Regions from separate parts of the Mus musculus genome. Here region 2 is linked to region 1. Evidence: chromatin contacts called from public Micro-C data. All regions are on one chromosome and are shown on one strand. The core of a region is the stretch at or near the end of the contact, and the rest is flanking DNA. Distances in the headings are between cores, read along the strand shown.

Region 1 (5,683 bases), core at 958-3,457:
TGGTTCTGCAGCCGGAGCTCAGATGAAGAGATGGCTCAGCAGTTAAGAAAAATGGCTGCTCTTCCAGAGGATCTGGGTTCAATTTCCAACACCTACATGGCAGCTCACAGCTGTCTATAGCACCTGTTCCAGGGGAATCCAATAAATAAATAGATAAATAAATAAATGAATAAAGTCCTCATTCTTGACTGTGGTGCTGCCTTCTCTGTTTCCTTACAATCCAGCAGCCAGCATGACCTTTGAATTATGTGAGATCTTGTTAGAAGAGTAGAGTCCCTCTACTCACAGCTAGGGTGAGGACTGAAGCCAGGGATGTAGCTCCTTGGTAGATGCTTTCCTAATGGATCCTCAGCCCCACAACGGAGAGAGGAAAGAGAGAGGGAAGCCGAGGAAATGAATTTGCCAGCCCCTGACTCTCTAAGCCTACCTCCCTCTGTTCCTCTTGCTGTGGCCTCAGCTGTCCATACGCAGCTCCTGCAGAGGTTGAGTCTCACCAGGGGACTTGTATCCTTGCTAACCCTGCTGCCCAGAGGCTCTGCCCCGAGGTGCCACACTGCTGGTTCCTTCTCATTATTTAGCTCCCATGCAAACAGGCAGCTATTCCAAGCAGCTTCCCCTACAGAGTTAATGGAGCTATCCACCTCCCTATCCTTGCTGCCCTGTCTCAACGCTCACCAGAAAATCTAAAGCGAATCGTGTTTGCATTTCCCTTCAGTCCCCACTTAAGCCCCTTCTGTCTACAAATACGGCTCGAACCCCCCAGAGCCAAGAACAGAAATATCCTTTGTGGATATCGTTGAAGTGATTAATGCTGTCCCTCTCTCGAACGGATGAACAAAGATGTGAATCGGATGTGGAATGAATAGAAAAAATATTTTAACTTCGATGGCAGACCCAGGGTTAATAATTCTGAAATGGAAAAGCTTTATTGATCGTCGAGTAAAATATCACCCTAAAGCACTGAGCTATAGACTCCTAGCCAAGAACCAAGAAAACATATTCTTAGCTCAGACAATAATAGGCACTGGGGTTTCTTTTTCTTCTCTTTCTTTTCCTTCCATGGAAAATGAAGAAGGATGTTAAAAGCAAAAGGAAAGAGCATTAGAAGAGCAGGTGTAACTTAAAGGTAAAGAAGCAAAAGGAAGGATGGGGGAGGGGGAGCATGGGTTAGCGGCATTTAAATGACCTAGCTGAGCTATGAAGGGGATGGATGGCTCACGTTACCAAGGACGACGACATGCCTCGAGGCATCAAGTCCAGGACTAGGTCTGCAGCATTGCGGGGGCTGACACTGTTTCCCTCCCTCAAGCCCCCATCCCTCACTTGCCTCTTCTTTTTTAAAATGTATTTATTTATTGTATGTATATGACTACGCTACACTGCTCCTGTCTTCAGACACATCAGATCCCATTTCAGATGGTTGTGAGCCACCCTGTGGTTGCTAGGAATGGTACTCAGGACCTCTGGAAGAGCAGCCAGTGAGTGTTCTCAACCGCTGAGCCATCTCTCCAGCCCCGCTTTCCTCTTCTTATTGTCCTCCTCCTCCTTCTTATTCTTTTGAGACAGGGTCTCACAATGTAGCCCTGGCTGGACTGGAACTCACTCTGTAGACCAGGCTGGCCTTGAACTCATAGGGGTTCACCTGCCTTGGCCTCTTACTCTCAAGTGCCAGAATTCAAGATGTGCACCATCATGCCCTGGCTCTGTCCGGATCTTGATCTTAAGCTATGTACGCAGAATTCAAGCAAAAATAGGAAAAAGTACCAAAGTAGAAACGCCCAGGGAAATGGTCCACAAAATGACATATAAAGAGCAAATTATTTACTTGGTGAATGACAGGTGTCATTTGTATGTTTTTCTAAAATTAACCTGAATAATCTTGAACAACGTAATGGTGAGACTTGCCTTGTATTAGCAGTAGTATTAGCAGAATACTACTGTTGTATTAAATGCTATACACCCCTGGTTCACTTCGCTACAAGTGAGGAATGCTTGTAAAATGCTTGTGTCGCCCCCAAATTAGCACGGGGTTCATGAAGAATCACTTGGCAAGAGAGGGCCAAGGAAAGGAGAAAACCAGAGAAGCAACCTGTAGCCATTTTGTCAGCAACCCAAGGACTTTTGTGCTAAGCCGGTAGCAGGCCGCTGTGCCATCTGGAGCCAGTGAAACTAGCTATCCACAAGAGGGCGATGTCTAACCAATCCCCAGCCCTAGGAGCTGAAGGCAAGCTGCTTGGCAGAGGTCAGGATCCAAGGTCAGCCTGGGCTACTGGAAGTCCCGCCCCTTAGCAAATAACTAACCAAACAAAAATAAAGAGGGTGGTAAGATTGCTATAAACAAGAAAATCCTCTGACTCACAGGCCTGTGGACATACTACCAGCTCAGCCTTTCCAACTCACCCCTAAAGGCAGAAAAGCCCTACCCCCAGGGCAAGGTCCCTCCAGGGAAGGACTCTAGGCTTGTTATTTCTAAGGCTGCGAGTCAGGACATTTTCAATTCTCAGGTATGAGCAAATCGTAGGAAGGAGTCCCTACCAACTCCTAAAGCCCATCTCCCAAATCGCCAGCTCAACTGGGAGAGCGAATAAATGACATGGCCAGACCCAGAGGCTTCTGAAATAAGGATTATCACGACAACACCAGTAAAACATGTGTGGGCACGCACACCTTTTTTTCCTGGTTATAACCGGCACCTGCACGGAGATCCACGCTGTGCTTTCATATGAATACAGTTGGGGAACTGACCCCAAAGGGAACTAAGTGGAGAAAGGGGCACGACCAACAGGGGGCGGGGCTTGTGTCCCATCCACAGAGTGTCTACAGTAGCAGGGTTGGGGCCCAGCCTGATATGTGGCACTTCTAATGTGTTCCGGGAGGTGTTGATGCTGTTTGTTGGACAGTAGGGTTACGTTGACAATGGTATAGGGCTCGTGCATCTACTCCTTAGCTCTGGCGTATTCAGAAATAAAGGTCCTGGGCGTGGTGGCGCTCCTTTAATCCCAGCACTCGGGAGGCAGAGGCAGACGGATTTCTGAGTTTGAGGCCAGCCTGGTCTACAGTGTGAGTTCCAGGACAGCCAGGGCTACACAGAGAAACCCTGCCTCGAAAAAAAAAAAAAAAAAAAAGGAAGAAAGAGAGAGAGGGAGGGAGGGAGGGAGGGAGGGAGGGAGGGAGGGAGGGAGGGAGGGAAGGAAGGAAGGAAGGAAGGAAGGAAGGAAGGAAGGAAGGAAGGAAGGAAGGAAGGAAGGAAGGAAGGAAGGAAGGAAGGAAGGAAGGAAGGAAGAAACCTGCCCTGAGTTGGTAAACAGAGCACTTCCTAGGGATAATTCCTGGTATCCGGATTCCTGACATCCTTACTTCCTGGGAGGTAAGCATCCTCACTTCCATTTCTCACTAGGAAAGCAAGGGCGCCAAGAGGCTATCTGAGCTGGCGAATCTTGGCGCCTGGATTTGATCTTGGTGGCAAAGTTCCTGCTGGACATTCTAGCTCCAGGGTGAAGGAGCTGGTCAACTGAAATAAAGAGGGAGAAAGTGCAAACGTAAGCGCCTCTTTTACAACAAGAAGCAAAAGGGCAAGCATTGTGGGAAAGCTTGGTAATCACAATCGGGATCGGAGGCGCACGGGAGGCTGCCCTGGTGTCCCGGGCAATGCGCAGCTCCTGAAGAGACCTCTGCGTCAAGCAGAGCCCAGCAGGCATTTGGGATGAAGTAGCTGCTCAAGTTCTGACCTGCCTCACAGAATAGAACAGTATGCATTATTTAGACCAGAATGTCCTTTCTATTTTTGTATTCGAAAAAGAGGCGTATTCATGGCAAAGGCAGGTGGTTTGGGGTTTGGGGCGGGGGGGGGGGGGTGTTAAGCTTTCAACAAACAGCTCAGAATTCCCCAAGCTCTATCTCCTTTAAATGATGAATCTAAAAAGTAGAAAAATAGATGTTAAAAAGGCCTGAGGAACTGGTTAAATTATTTCACAGCATTTAGGTTTCTGTCTCCAAATAAAAGTGTTACCTTTTTATTAGTCAGACAGTGGACATTTGGGTTCTGTGGTTTGCGGTTGGTGTGTGTGGGTAGGAGAGGATTCTATAAAAAGTAGGACATTACCAGGAGATGTAAAATAATCTCAATATACAAAATAGATGTATAGCAGTCTTGTCTTGGGGAATAAACAGACCTTTCTTATTAGCCAGAGTCAACAAGAAAAAAAAAGTCAGATTCCAATGTTCTATGCTACACATGGTTTAATTCGATGTACAGACATGTCTCTATACAATTCAGGCATTACCTTTAAGAGACTTATAATTTAAGCCTTGCGACATACCTGCAGTCTCATCATTTGGAAGGAGGAGACAGAAGGATAATAAGTTAGAGTCTCAGCTGGGCTACATAGGAAAACCCTGTCAAAGGAGAGAAGGGAGGAAAGGGAGGGAGGAACTTAATCTGGAAAGCAAGACAGATACACTAGTCACTACGCAGCCATAGCCCAGCTAGGAGGTGGAAGAACTACTTCCTGCTCCCTAGGCCCTCTCACAGGACTCTTCCAACCTGTGTTGTGTCCCCAATTCTGTCATTTAACTCCAACTCTCCCCATGAATGTGCCGTACCCCCAACTCCAACTTATCCAACGACACACTGCTACCAGGCTCATCTTCCTAGCTCAAAGGCAGGCACACTGGATGCTCAAGCTCCAAGTCTTTGTGTGAATTTTGCTTAACCACAAACCTGATGCTGTGTCCTGCACAGCTCTGCAGTAAACCACTGCATCAACAGTAACACAGCTCCTCCATCCAGCATCCATCCAGCTGACATAGGGATTATCTCAGCCATGCTGCACTCTGACCCACATGTACACCAGAGCCTTCACTCAGCCCCTCCAGCAGGGTCTGGGCTGTGATACCCTGAGAGAGTATAGACTTTATTTTGTCTGCATCACTGTGATTCCTTAAGATTAGAAACTGTGTGTTGATTCCCTGGATAAGTCCAGTTCTCTCTGACTGCGATATCATTAAATATATCAAGCTTTGTTGACAACAGTCCACAGCTGAGTCCATCCACATAGACTTGAGTGTTCAGAAGCGTATTGGAGCCTTAAAGAGTGACTGGAGGGCTGGAGAGATGACTCAGCAGTTAAGAGCACTGACTGCTCTTCCGAAGGTCCTGCAGAAGCAATGTGACCATCTGCTTCCTCAAGCTCCTGCTGCAGTGAGCCATGGTACCCAGGAACTGAGACCAAAACAAACCCTTCACCGGAAGTGACTTTTGTGAGCTATTTTCTCTCCATTATGTAACATGACCACTTGATTAGAGAGGAGGAGTAACTGCAGAAGTGAGAGGGGGGGGCGGTGAATCTGCTACCCAGGGGGGGCACAGTGAGGGCAGGTACTGGCGCACAGAGGAAGGGGAATTCTGGTGAGTATGTGAGGAAGTTTTCACAGAAATGGTAGCATCGGACTGGTACTTTAAAATAAGAACTAGGCATAAGGAGAGAACAGGTAACGCGAACCCCAAGCAAACAAGTTTCAATCAGTGATCCGTATCCGAGTTTCCAGGTAAGGCTCTCACGCATGCGCAGTGAGCAGGGATATGGCGTCACCCCAGGCTCAGGTGATTTCATCAAAACCCTCCTTACATCAGCCTCACACACCACTGTCCTGAAGCAATACAGTACTAAACACTAAGCCAGCC
Region 2 (5,683 bases), core at 1,770-4,269, 330 kb after region 1:
GTGAGCATCCACTTCTGTGTTTGCCAGGCACTTGGCAGAGCCTCTCAGGAGACAGCTATATCAGGCCCCTGTCAGCAGGCTCTTGTTGGCATCTGCCATAGTGCCTGGGTTTAGTGGTTGTTTATGGGATGAATCCCCAAGTGGGGCAGTCTCTGGATGGTCAGTGTTTATCATTTCTACTGAAGTTCTGAGACTCCCTAACATGCAGACACGTTTCTTTTACCTTGGTATCGCCAGTGAAATGAAGGAGAGGAAGGAGGACTGGGTGTTAATTTTTACTCTTAGAGACCTCACTATGACTCCCTGGACAAGTTCTTTAAGATGTGAAATGTGCCCCCTATAGGCTTGTGGTTCTATTTTGGGAGCCCTTGCAAATGTGGTCTAGTGAGGAGAAGCAGCAGGTCTTTGCAAGCCGGACCACTTCAGGGTCCATTGGACTTGGCTTCCTGTGTGTGCTATGCATGAAGCTGCAGCTGCAGCTTCCTCCATCACAGACCAAGTCTCTTCAGCTTCCATGTCTTCTGCACCATGGCAGACTGTACCCTCAGAACCACGGGAATAAATTCATTGCCCCCACCTCTGTCTTGTTGTCACAGCAACAAGAAGACTAAGACAAGTGGTTATACCTGATGACCTACCAAAGTGTCTCCTGGTACTTAAGGCATGTTCTTGACGCTCCTACACCCAGTCAATAATGACTGTATTGGTAAATTAAAGAAGAGGAGAAAGAGAGAAAAATATGCTGAAATTGGGGAGCCACACTGCCCTTGGTTGCTGGGAGACCTGCTTTTGCACAGTGATCATTAAGACATCCATCCTTTCTCACCTAGCAAGGTACCAGGGATTATTTCACAAGCCAGCTCCTTACCTGTGATTCACACCAGCATCATGAGCACTTAGGTCTTCCCTGTTAGTGTTGTGGGCTGCTTTTCTGTTCACTGCCTCTTCTGTCTCACTTGGGCTGTCCTCCTCCAAGCTGTCAGGCTCCATATCTTTGTCCTGGATTTGGTCCTTAATATCAGACCAGGACTTAGCCTCTTGAGGGAGGCTTTCTGAATCCGATTCTAAGGAGTCTTTTGAAATCAGGTTTAAGAAGTCTTCTTTCTTAAAGGGTCTGCCCGAAGGCGGGATCCTCAAGTTGGTGTGATGGACGGGAGACTGGCTAGAGAGCTTGGGAACGGGTTTATATTTATTCATCCTGAAAAATAGAAACATGAACAGGAACACTCTTGTTAATAGAAGCAGTTAGCTGATATTTATAATTGTGGCTCTCCAAAGCATTGCTTAAAAAATTTATGTTACTCTGCTGCTACTGAAATCATAATGGCGATGTTTATCAAAAATGTCAATGAGCAAGAGAACCTTGTTATATTATCTGCAGGCTTTTGAATGCACCCTTTTGAGTGTATGAGCAAGGAAGGCCTATTGGAAAAATGATTGTTTTTCTCTCTGTAGAAACACATCTGATTTAGGGCTCATAAGCAGCCTGAGCAATCGAATGAGGTTTTATTGAGGAAATCAAATGGCTGCTTGAAAGCCGATTCTCTTTCCAGCTTCTAAGGGCTTCTTACAAACAAGCCGGAACAAAGCCAAACAGTTAATTGTGAGCAGTGCTTTTTGGTGGCTTTATTTCAAATGCTCAGGGCAAGTGTGTGTGTGTGTGTGTGTGTGTGTGTGTGTGTGTGTGTGTGTGTACACATCTTGTTCAGCAGCAGCCACAGATGCACTCAGACAGGTTCATGGCTTACCATTTACAAAGTAAAGGAGAGAAAAGCATGGCTTCCCCACCGTCACTGTAATATACAGACTGTTTCTTTCCCAGACGGATATAAGCAGGCTCCAGCATTTAGAAAAGGCTTTTGCTATCCAGGATGCTGCTAGAGAGGAGTGTACAACCAGGTGGCCATTATATGGAGATCAACCTCAGCTCAGGGTTAAACGACAACCATGTGACAATAACGGTTTAAAATGTTCAGGAAACAAGGTTGGTGAATGCTGGTAAGCTAAGCACTTCAGAGGGGGAAGGAGGAAGACCAGGCATTGGAGGGAGGCCAGTTTGGGCTGCATGAGACCCTATCTAAAACAAACAAACAAACAAACAAACAAACAAACAAACAACTGAAACTGTTTAACAAAAGGTCTGTGAATCCTGTCTCAGAGCGACTCAAAGCAGAGGCTGGCTGTCACCTACCTGGAATAGGTGCTACTCTTGAGTAGGGGAGGCTGGTCTGCATTTCAGCTAGGAGTCGAGGTGTCCCTTGTTAAGTATGTAGGAGTGTGATTCCAAGGGAACTCTCAGGGTCGCCAAAGGCTCCTCTAGTGACCCATGAGATGGTTTACAGAACAAGTGCTCTGAATCAGCACAGGACTGGAAGGTGATTGCCTTCCACTGCTACCCAGGGTTTCTCTTTTGGTTTATTTTCTCTCTCACTGCCTTTATGCTGTAGTGTGTGTGTGTGTGTGTGTGTGTGTGTGTGTGTGTGTGTGTGTCACTGCCTTTATGCAGTAGTGTGTGTGTGTGTGTGTGTATGTGTGTGTGTGTGAGAGAGAGAGCTTTACCACTGGAGGCTACGCTCAAATTTGTTTTGACTGGCTGGCTCATGTTCTTTTGACAAATCCAGTTTTTAATTAAAAATACCTTGACCTGATTCCTGTTCCTTGAATTATTATTATATTGACCTTGTTGCTAGGGTTTCCAAGGACACAGTCTGCTCCTTGGATGAAAGCACCTTTACAAACATGACAGACAAAAGGTAGCGCTCATACTTAAACAAACATGAGCCAGTCTCTGCTGAACTCCAAGCTCCCTTAGTAGACCAATATATCATTGCCTAATTTTCAGTTAGTTTGCCTGCAATCAGTCTCTGCTTTAGTATACACATTGTGCTCTGCCACATTTTAATACCAATTTCCTTTTGCAGGATGATTTTTAGAGAGCAGCAAGCATGAAAACATTTTAAATCTAAATCTCTATAAACACCAGCTTTGTTATTTAAAAGCTCACTGTACTTGGAGTCTTGAAAAATAAGCTGAAAAAAAAAAACCCTGAAAAAACAGGGAATGTGATGTAGCTCACTGCTAGCACATTTATGATGAATGGGGTTTAATCTACAACTCCAGCAAAGCGGGGGTGGGGGAGGTAGGGATGGGGTAGGGGGTGATGTTGGGGAGGGAATCTCAGTTCATTTAGAACTGTTTTTCATCAATAATTAAAATCATTCATTTTGTCTTTTCTTAAATGAGAACCCAGGATTTCTTCGTAGTAATAAAGTAGTGATAATAATGTAGTTGTTGTTGAGAGAGTAGAAGAATTTGTGAAGAATGTGAAAGAACAGAGCGAAATATTCCCCCAAATTGGGTTTTCTGTGGCGGCCTGACCTTAAGGGGGTTAGGGGGAGGAAGAGAGTTATAGAAAAAGAGCTGATCACTCGAATAAATTTAGTTAAGTGGGCTATATTTCACGAGTAACTAACTCGCTAGTGATGCTCCGTACCAAAAGAAAAAAAAAAAAAAAAAAAAAAAAAAAGAAAGAAAGAAAGCAACGGTTGGGCCTTAGCGATTCCTGACCAATCCACTTCTTAGTAAACAAGGAAGGCATGGGGCAAGTCCTCTAGGGACTAAGAAACCACCAATTCTGGATCCTGCTAAGGTCTTCTGTCTCTGCCACTGGTTGGGGTCAAATCCTCTAGGGCAGGGAACAAGGAGGCCCATTTAGGATGAACAGTGGATCCAAAGTTGCCCTTTTTGGAACAGGTGGGGTGCTGCCCCATGGGGATCGCAGGGTTTTCGCCCGTTGTCTCTTTCTAAGGGTCAGGAAAGCTGCAGGGGGCGTTTGAAGGTCCACAGGTGGTGGGTTGGAGACCGGGACAAGGGGCTGGGGACAGGGCTGCTCAGCCTGGGGGGTCGCAGCCCTGTCTGGGCGCGGTCCTTCCTCCCAGACCACAGACTGTGCCGGCTCCCTCGCGCCCACCCCTGAGTTCTCCGTACAGCCCGCCCGCGCGGCCCCTTCCCACCCGCCGGGAACCGCCCGTCACCTGCCGGCACCGCTGGGCAGCCGCGCCCCTGGCCCCGCAACCTCCGCAGCCCCGGCTCCCCCGGCGGCTCCCGCCCCGCCCGCCGCTGCCTGGAGACGGTGGCCAACACCGCTCGCTCGCTCGGGGCCGCGGGCCCAGCGCTCCTCAGCTCAGCGGCGGCGCGGGAGACCCCGGCTCGGCTCGGGATGCTCAGGTCTAGCCAACCCAACTCTGCGGAGGAGGAAAAACAGGGAGAGAGCCCAGCATCGGTGATGCTGCTGGGGTAGGAGAAAGGAGCCAGTTAGTGAATGGAAGGGAGGCAAAAAGAGACAAGGAGAGGACGGAGGGAAGAAAACAAGTGGCCAATAAGCATTTGCCCTTTATTGGAAAGGAACTTAATTCGTTAATAATCAGAAGAGGGGAAATTAAAGCCACGTAGGCGAGCACACTCACCACACGGTCATCTTAGGGCGAAAAGTTGGCCATGTGTTGGTGATGCCACCTAGGAGTCTCAGCACTCAGAGGGAGTGGCTGAAGGATCTGTACTGTGAAATCCTGCCCTCAGAGCCAAAACACCCGTAGGAACAGAGAGTAGAGAAACACGCCTGCTCCAAGGGCCAAGTGTATAAAAGACATAAGGATGAAGGACTCTTGGGTGTGTGAACTAGCAGCACTTTGGATTTGACATTGTCTGGGCTGTGCAGGCACTCCTTAGTTCCTAGTGACTCAGCTTTAGACATTCACCCAAAGGAAGAATGTGTTTTTATGCATCTTGATAGCATGAATTTGAAATGTCCTACTCGGGTTCTTGGATTTGAACACCTGGTTCCCAAGCTAGGCCTGGCCTTTGAGGCTTAGAGCCTATTGCTGAGTTCTCCTCTTTCCAGTGATCCAGGGTGTAAAGGGCTTGTGCCACGCTGGTCCCTTAGACTTGGCCATGCCTTTTTCACCTTGATGGACTGAAACCTTAAGCCTAAATGAGCGTCTCTTCTTACTGTCGGGCATTTTGCCACAGCTTTGAGGAAAATATCTCATACGGCATCCAAGCTGGAGAATGTGGGAACATAAAAATTAAAGACGAGTTTACTAAAAATTTCCTGGGTTTGTAGGCATGCACACACAGCAAAGCTAAAACTTAAAAAAAAAAAAGGCCAAGTAGACTAGAAATTTATGTAAGATTAGGAGATTAGGATCTGATCAGCTGTAGAAGGTATGGGGAACAGTGCTTTTGATACAATATTTCTTGACTTTAGTGGCTGGTGCTCTTTTTAAATACTTCTTTAAGGCGTACATTTATAGTGTGTAGTATGCCTTACTGTCAAAAATATTTTCAAAGACAAAGAAAGGACATGCTGGACATTATAGTCCCATTAAAGACATAAGTAAATCTAAATAGCTAACTACCTTCCAAGTAGCAAGCTATCTACAGACCCATTGCTTCACTAATAACAGAAGACAGGAAATTGGAGAACAACCTCATACCTAATGTCACCACCTTTCAAACTCGTTCTTATTATAGCTGATTTTCTGCCTTTGCTTTGACAGCGGGGACCTTTCCTATACATGCACAGTAAGACCCTGTCCACTGACAAAATTAAAACGAGCTATCTGAGGAGTTTGTGTTATTCTGCCCACTCCGTTGCACAACTTATAATTACAGGAGCTTCAAA

The links. A called contact is a pair of places that touch in the nucleus more often than the background predicts.
Region 2: a contact with region 1 is called in a Micro-C map of embryonic stem cells, with 1.9 times the contacts expected there. The contact joins the promoter of Jhy here to the enhancer-like site in region 1. A contact is called at or near these places in 14 of 39 promoter capture datasets (the 3T3-L1 cell line, 3T3-L1-derived adipocytes, the C10 cell line and 9 more), 7 of 484 Hi-C or Micro-C datasets (cerebellar granule neurons, cerebellum, cerebral cortex and 4 more), 2 of 115 datasets of contacts at active chromatin or transcription factors (embryonic midbrain and neural tube) and 1 of 9 other capture datasets (liver).

The regions. Positions count from the first base shown.
Region 1 is chr9:40,626,109-40,631,791 of GRCm38.p6, forward strand. No RefSeq gene overlaps it. Among named protein-coding and RNA genes, the nearest start is that of Gm39319, 38 kb to the right of the region's middle. Within about 2 kb of position 2,208, at least 23 of the 459 cell types and tissues checked have an H3K27ac peak or open chromatin away from gene starts, as enhancers often do. A contact at or near this core is called in cerebral cortex, embryonic stem cells and trophoblast stem cells, where this site is marked.
Region 2 is chr9:40,960,015-40,965,697 of GRCm38.p6, forward strand. Jhy (junctional cadherin complex regulator) reads right to left here and starts at 3,020. Exons shown (of 9, transcript NM_001357360.1): 1 at 2,192-3,020; 2 at 869-1,198. The coding sequence starts at 1,197.